Linked DNA regions of Mus musculus: region 1 is linked to region 2. The links are chromatin contacts, called in public Micro-C maps. All regions are on one chromosome and are shown on one strand. The core of a region is the stretch at or near the end of the contact, and the rest is flanking DNA. Distances in the headings are between cores, read along the strand shown. Region 1 holds the start of Fam83g (family with sequence similarity 83, member G). Region 2 has its middle 33 kb from the start of Grap.

Region 1 (3,455 bases), core at 363-2,862, 64 kb before region 2:
GGCCCCATGGACAGAGCCTCGACTCTGGGGGAAAGCTGAGCCACCTCAGCTACTGACCCACTTTTGGTCTCTGCCCAAGAGCTCCCCAGGCCCTGTCAGCCAGATCAGTCCCCAGGGTAGACACCTGGCCTTGTACACTGACTGCCTCATTCTGGACCCGGACAGTGAAGGGGTCAGACCCAGGTAGGAACACTCTCACTACCACCTGAAGACAGACCTGCTCTAGATATATCGCAACTTGCTGGGCTACCTTGCCTGTCAAATCAGGCACACCTCTGCTCATTCATGGCCACCCAGCTATGGTTTGACTGTCTGTACAAGCATTGTACACAGCTTCTCAAGATGTGTGTGTGTCAGTATGGAGCAGTCACCCAAAGCCGGGCACTGTGCAGCCCAGTCAACGGCTGTCAGCTAAGGGAATCCACACAAGGCCTGAAGAGCCTCTTGATGGCAAACCACAACCTAAGTAAATACCCTCACCTCTTCCACTGGTGAAAACCTTCAATAGGTACCACCTGCTCTGGCCTGGACAGCTGCTGCTACTGTAGCACTCAGAGAAAAGCTTGGAGAACCACCACCAGCCACACAGCACAGCTAGGAAGCAGGCAGATTTCCTCAGGGCTCCAGACCAGCCTCCACGTCTCTCCCGAGACCCCTGCCAGCAAGCTCATGTATGTGTGCAAGCTTCTATCTGCTCCTGGGTCTGAGACGAGATAAGGGAGAGTGGGTGAGAGAAAGGCCGCATTCCTCCCACACAGCTCATGGTTTGCATTTGGGGAACTCAGAAACACTCCAGGAGGGCACAGAAGCCCACTCAGCCTGGAAGCCCAGTGCCACCTGCTAGAGGGAGTGGACATTCAGCTTCTGATCACCGGAGGAGGCAACCGAGAGGCCAGTCAGAGGTCCAGGGGCTGTCTCGGTGCCCATGCGTGCTGGGTGAATGGGGGTCTCGCCGTGGCGCCTCACCTTCTGCGCCTGGCTGACCATCTTGCGCACCACTTCCTTGATGTGCGGCTGCCCGTCGATGGGTGGCTGCATGTAGACGCTGGCCCGGGTCACACCTCGGTAGGCAATGGTGTCAGGCCAGCCCAGGTCCAGCTGCGGGATGGAGCGGTCCGACTTCTGGGGCCAATACTCCAGCGAGGGCAGCGTCTCCGTGGCTGGGGGCCCGCCCGCCGCACTGGTCTCCTCGCTGGCATCCGCGCCTCCGTTGTCCTGGGGTTCGGGGCGGCGGCCCGAGACCCGCGGGTCCTCAGAGCCCGGGTCGTACACCTCGATGGCCTCCACGATACGCGAAAGCTCCAGCTCCGAAAGAAAGTCGCGGATGTTCTCGCGCTTCAGCACCTCGTAGAAGGCGTCGCGACCCCGGGCCACCAGGGCCTCCAGGGCCAGCCTCTGCTCCTCGCTGTAGAAGAACTCGGGCTTCGACTCGCTGGATCGCCAGTTCACGTGGTTGTCGTCCAGACACTGCACCTGGGAGAAGGCCATGGTGGCCCTCGCTGTGGGAACGCGGCCCGACGGGCACCGCGCTCTCAGGCTCCGGGGCCTCGGCGCCTCTGAGAACCGCACCTGAGGGAATCAGCAAAAGACCGCGGTCGGGGTCAGAGGGCGGGCGGGGGCGTGGCGAAGGAAGGGGCGTGGCGGGTAGTGTGTGGGCGGAGCGAGGCGTGGCGAGGTTAGCCAGAGCCGTCCAGGGCCGCGGTTGTCCTCTGCCTCTGTCTTGGGATCCGCCTGAGGTTCTCGGAATCCTGGGAATAAGCTGGGGCTGACGGGGACCCTCGCCCCAGTCCGGAGTAAGAGCCGGGACGCCAGCCCAAGTGAGGCTCGCAAACCCGGAGGAGGGACTTGCTTACCAAGCAGGTGGCGCCGTGCAGACCGGACGACCCGAGGAACCACAGGCGTTGGTGGTGGCACCGGGCTGGACCGCCGGTGACTAAGGGCGGTCCCGCCCACCCTGCCACCCTCACCTGGGGTCACGTGCGGCCCCGGGGGCGGAGCCGGAAGCTGATTCATCTCCTCAGACGGCGCAAGGCTGGACAATTTGCTGCCTCTAAGCCTCGTGGAAGTCTTCCTCTGCCCCCCAGTCCCGCTGGCGATCCTGGTCCATCTCTGGCCCGGTTCTGTCTTGCGGGTGGGATGCTCAGCTGTCCAGTTGTAGACTGAAGGTTGGGTCGTGGGCCGAGGCCCAGCTCCAGCTCCAACTGCTTCCACACTCTTGCTCTCCATGTGCACAGACCAGATACAGATTAGTCCTGAGCCCAACTGCTTGCTGGGATCCCACCTAGCAGAACCTGGTGCACCTCACATGCCTGAACCCTGCGCCAGAAAAGGGTAGAGAGAACCAAGCTGTGCTCAAACGCAGCTCTTGGCTGTTCCCCAGTGATGGAGACCATTAGGTCCTTATCTGAGGGCAGGATGTCAGGTGCAGTTTGGCAAAGGGCTCCTTCCTGAAGCTTCTTGTTTCAGGACACCAGGCCAATACTGCCCTGTCTTTCTAGCCTACTTACCATCTCTGGGTCAGGATAGAGCTGGTTTGAGTCCCAGTGGACCCTGGCCTTAACCTAATGAGGACAAGCTAATGGCAACATTGTACCCTCCAGACATGTCCTCACTGTTCATTTTCCAGTAAGGCCTCCTTGCCCTGCATTCACTGCTTTCAAAGCTTCAAAGCCTAGTTAGCATCCTTGGAGTCCTCACCACTGATCCCCAGACTCAAACCCTTCACCTCTAGCCTCAAAGTCCTCATCAGGCCTTACACTGGGTGAACACTGTGGTTCATACCTGCTCTTGCTTGGCACTCTTGCCCACCTCGGGCACCTGAGTCACCTCCTTACCTCCCATTCCCAAGGAGCAGAGAGGGGCAGTGATGAGTGTGAGTCTTGTACCCTCAACAAAGATGTGCTGACCCTCAGTTTATTCTCTTGTTCTTACCACTGTGGAGTTCCCGGCTTCATTAAGGAACCTGGCCCTCTGGCTGGAAGGCTCATCTGCTCCACTCAAGTCACAAGAAGCTGTAAAGAGTGAATGGAGAGGCTATTCATTTTCTCCAGTTTCATCTGATATGACTGTCTTGGCCAGAAAATCCTTTGGGCCATCCACAGAGCTGCATCAGATCTTGTGTGTGTGTGTGTGTGTGTGTGTGTGTGTGTGTGTGCGTGCGCGTGAGCGCTGGGGAGTGGGGTATACAGCCTTGTCATTATGTATAGGTTTAACAACCATTACCATCAAGATATGCACACCTCTAATCCCAGGACTTGGAATGCGTGGCAGGATTACAGAATTGCAGGCTGGAGGCCAACCAAAGCTAGCAGGATTGTGACACTGCAGAGCCCTTACTTATTAGAACTAAGCAGCCAGGTCCCCACCCCAACCTTGACAGCCATTTTCTATCTCCTAATCCCGTGGAAATGGCAGCATCATTAGCAAATTTCCAGAGTGCGGTCTAGAATTCTGGG
Region 2 (3,393 bases), core at 369-2,868:
CTGGCCTGTAGGAATGTCTATGGAGGCATAGTTTTTGTTTTTGTTTTTGTTTTTAAGGTTTTTTTTTTTTTTTTTTCGAGACAGGGTTTCTCTGTGTAGCCCTGGCTGTCCTGGAACTCACTCTGTAGACCAGGCTGGCCCTGAATTCAGAAATCCACCTGCCTCTGCCTCCCGTGTGCTGGGATTAAAGGCGTGCTCCACCACGCCCAGCTTTTCTTTTTTTTTAAAGACAGGGTTTCCTGTAGTCCATGAAAGTTCAAGATGGCCTTGAACTTCCAAGGATGGCCTTCAATATCTGATCCTCCAGCCTCTGCCTCCAGAGTGCTGGGATTAAAGGTGTATGCCACCGCACCCGGCCCGAGACATATTCTTAATTAATGACTGATGTGGGAAGGCCCAGCCACTGTGAGCAGTGCTACCCCTAGGCTAGTGGTCGTAGGGGCAAAAGGACCATGGGGAACAATCCTGTAAGCAGCTCTCCTCCCTGGTCTCTGCCTCAGTTCTTGTCTCCAGGTTTCCACCTTGAATGCCTGCCCTGACTTAATGATGGGATGTGAGCCAAATAAGCCCTTTCTTCCCCAGGTTGCTTTTGGCCCTGGTGTTTCATCATAGCGACAGAAATCAAATGAAGACACACATAATTAAAAATAAATCTTGAAAAAAAAGAGTAACCAAGGAAAACACCCATTGACCTCTATCCTCCACGTGTGCACACGCGCGCGCGCGCACACACACACACACTATTTATTAACCATTTTTAATAAAGCTATGGGACAATCCTTGCACCCCTAAATTTTTAGGTAAATATTTGTGTATTTTATGTGCATGTGAGTGTGTTTTGAGAAAAAGTCTGCAGGTGCAGAAGCTAGAGCCTCCTGCAGGTGGTGAGGACAGATTTTTTTTTCTCCATATTATTTCTGTTTGTTTGTTTGTTTGTTCGTTTGTTTGAGACGGGGTCACTCTGCATGGGTATGTATGCCAAACTGGTGAGTTCTGCTTCCCTCAGCCATCTGAATGCTGGGATGAAAAGCATGTACCACCACGCCTGGCTTTCCCATTCTACCATTCTGTCTGTCTATATCTACCTACCTACCTATCCGTGTGTGTGTGTGTGTGTGTGTGTGTGTGTGTGTGTGTGTCCCAGCACGTGAGAGCATTCTCACTGCCACAGTGCGCTTGGGCAGGTTCTTGAGTCTATTCTCCTCTAAGTCATCAATATAGCCTAGATTTTTTTCCTAAGTGCACTTAAAAAAGAAAAGCTCTGGGAATGGAAGCCAAGGCTGTACAAACGTTAGACAACTTCCAACTCACCGCTTTCCCTTTGCCTTTTGACTCTCTTGACTTTCTGCCCAAACCCTCCTTCGAATCGGTTTATCCTCCACCATCACACCACCCTCTTCAGGTACCAGTTAAGTAAAAAAATTCCTTAAGTTTCTTTCACTGAGTAGAGAGACCCATCCCTTCACAGGCTCAAGAACCAGGCGTCCAGGGTGCGCCTTACTCGGTCCACAACGGACAGTTTCAACGTGTAGGAGTGCGGTGGGAAGCCGCATGCGCAGGGACGAGCACTTTCCCCGCGATGTGCAAACAGCACCACCGCCCTTCTGCCCTCTTGCGGCAGGCACCTTAGGCCTCCCTCCTGCCGCCGTTCTGGATGCTCAAACCACCAAAACCCAGCCCAGCGCAGGCATTTGGCCACCCAGGCTGAGTTTCCTCAGATGTAGAGACCCACACAGAGACCAGAAAGTAAAGTGTGTGTGGTAGCTGCAGGCAGGGTGGGGTAGGGTGCAGACCCCCAACTGTCCAACCCACGGAACTCAATCTCCAAGTTTCCAGTTTTGCCCTCAGACCCAGCCCCCCCCCCCCAGCTCTGCGGACTCAGCACCCACCCCGACCCAGCTTTTGGTATCCCAGCTTCCCCAGCTCCCCATCCCCCACCCACCCACCACGCCCAGCTCCCCAGCCTCACAGGTGGCCGTCACTCCTAGTCTCTCTGCTCCCTAGTTCCCCAGTTCCCGACTCTACAATCCCTTAACCCCGTTCCCGCAGTATCTCAGCCCCACAGCTCTCTAGACACCCCCCTCCCCCAGTCCTCCCCCATCTCAGCGCCCCCACCCCCCAGCATCACAGGGCGCGGTCGCGAGGGCAGTTGGCCAGGAGCGGCCAGCTGGGGGCGCTTCTGCCTTGCGGTTCCTGCGCTCGGGAATTTTCCACCCCAGGAACTCACAAATTGTTCTCCCATTATCTGATTTAAATAAAATGTGTATGTGTGTATTTTAAAAAGCTCTGATGGGTCAGGCTCACTGAGGTAACAATACAAACAAGTACTGCCAACCAAGAACGCGACCAAACGCTGAAGGAGCCTGGCCTCAGTCAAAGAAAGCTTGCTCTCTTCCTAAAGGAGATGGATAAACAATCGGACAGCAGGTTTGATTTGGTTTGGGGTCAACCCGCTGTCACTGAACTGCACCCCAACCAAAGATGGCAATTCTTCAGAATTTAAATTCTAATTCAGATGCTCGTAAGGAAACCCATGGTTTCATAGTGATATTGTGTTTCAAACAAAACAAAAGAGACACAGAAAATGAAACAAAAATTCACAGACCATTACTCTTTCTTTTACAATACTTCCTCCTTCTCCTCCTCTTCCTCCTCTTCCTCCTCCTCCTCCTCCTCCTCCTCCTCCTCCTTCTTCACATTGAAATGTAGACAGATGTAGTTGTGCATGGCAGCCTGTGCCTTTAATTCCAGAGCTAGGAAACTAGAGGCAGCTTTTTCTGAGCTCCAGGCCAGCCTGCTCCACAAAGTGATTTACAGGCCAGCCAGAGCTTCATAAGACCCTGCCTTAAAGATAGATAGATAGATAGATAGATAGATAGATAGATAGATAGATAGATAGATAGATAAAAAAGGCATAATAAAAACAAAGCAAACAAACACACTGGTGGCTGTGTGGTAGGGACTCATACTTTATATTTCTGTACATGTTCAAAAATTGCTAATTAAATAAAATTTAGTCTTGTCCACCTGTAACCCCATTATCCAGATGGCGGTGGCAGAAAGATTGATGCAAGTTCTAGGTCAGGCAGAATCTCTCTATCCAGTACATTAATTTCAGTACGGGGACAGAGTCTGTAGGAGACAATGCAGTGTTTGAGAAAGAATTAAAGTTGTCCTCACACCATGATGTAATGAACAGACCGACAGAGCGAGCATTAGGAAGAAATTGCCAGATCAGCGTGTGCTGCATGGTAGAGCATGCGCTTTGTACACACGGGACCTTTGGCTTCATCCCCAGTTCCCCAATGACCCCTCAAATAAGAACTGCTTTCTCCTTCTGCTCCAGACACTCTCAAGATGGGGCCACCGTCAGTATCCCCTCCCTCCTCAGGG

Evidence for each region. A called contact is a pair of places that touch in the nucleus more often than the background predicts.
Region 1: a Micro-C map of embryonic stem cells shows a contact between it and region 2, with 2.4 times the contacts expected there. The contact joins the promoter of Fam83g here to the enhancer-like site in region 2. A contact is called at or near these places in 4 of 39 promoter capture datasets (the HPC-7 cell line, epiblast stem cells, hematopoietic stem and progenitor cells and 1 more), 18 of 484 Hi-C or Micro-C datasets (B cells, CD4 T cells, CD8 T cells and 11 more), 12 of 115 datasets of contacts at active chromatin or transcription factors (CD8 T cells, bone marrow-derived dendritic cells, embryonic stem cells and 8 more) and 1 of 9 other capture datasets (liver).

What each region holds. Positions count from the first base shown.
Region 1 is chr11:61,682,567-61,686,021 of GRCm38.p6, reverse strand. Fam83g (family with sequence similarity 83, member G) reads right to left here and starts at 1,612. Exons shown (of 5, transcript NM_178618.3): 1 at 967-1,612. The coding sequence starts at 1,488. All of the region lies in intron 9 of Slc5a10 (solute carrier family 5 (sodium/glucose cotransporter), member 10), which reads left to right.
Region 2 is chr11:61,618,701-61,622,093 of GRCm38.p6, reverse strand. No RefSeq gene overlaps it. Among named protein-coding and RNA genes, the nearest start is that of Grap, 33 kb to the left of the region's middle. Within about 2 kb of position 1,618, at least 131 of the 459 cell types and tissues checked have an H3K27ac peak or open chromatin away from gene starts, as enhancers often do. A contact at or near this core is called in CD8 T cells, the N1E-115 cell line, Th2 cells and 8 more, where this site is marked.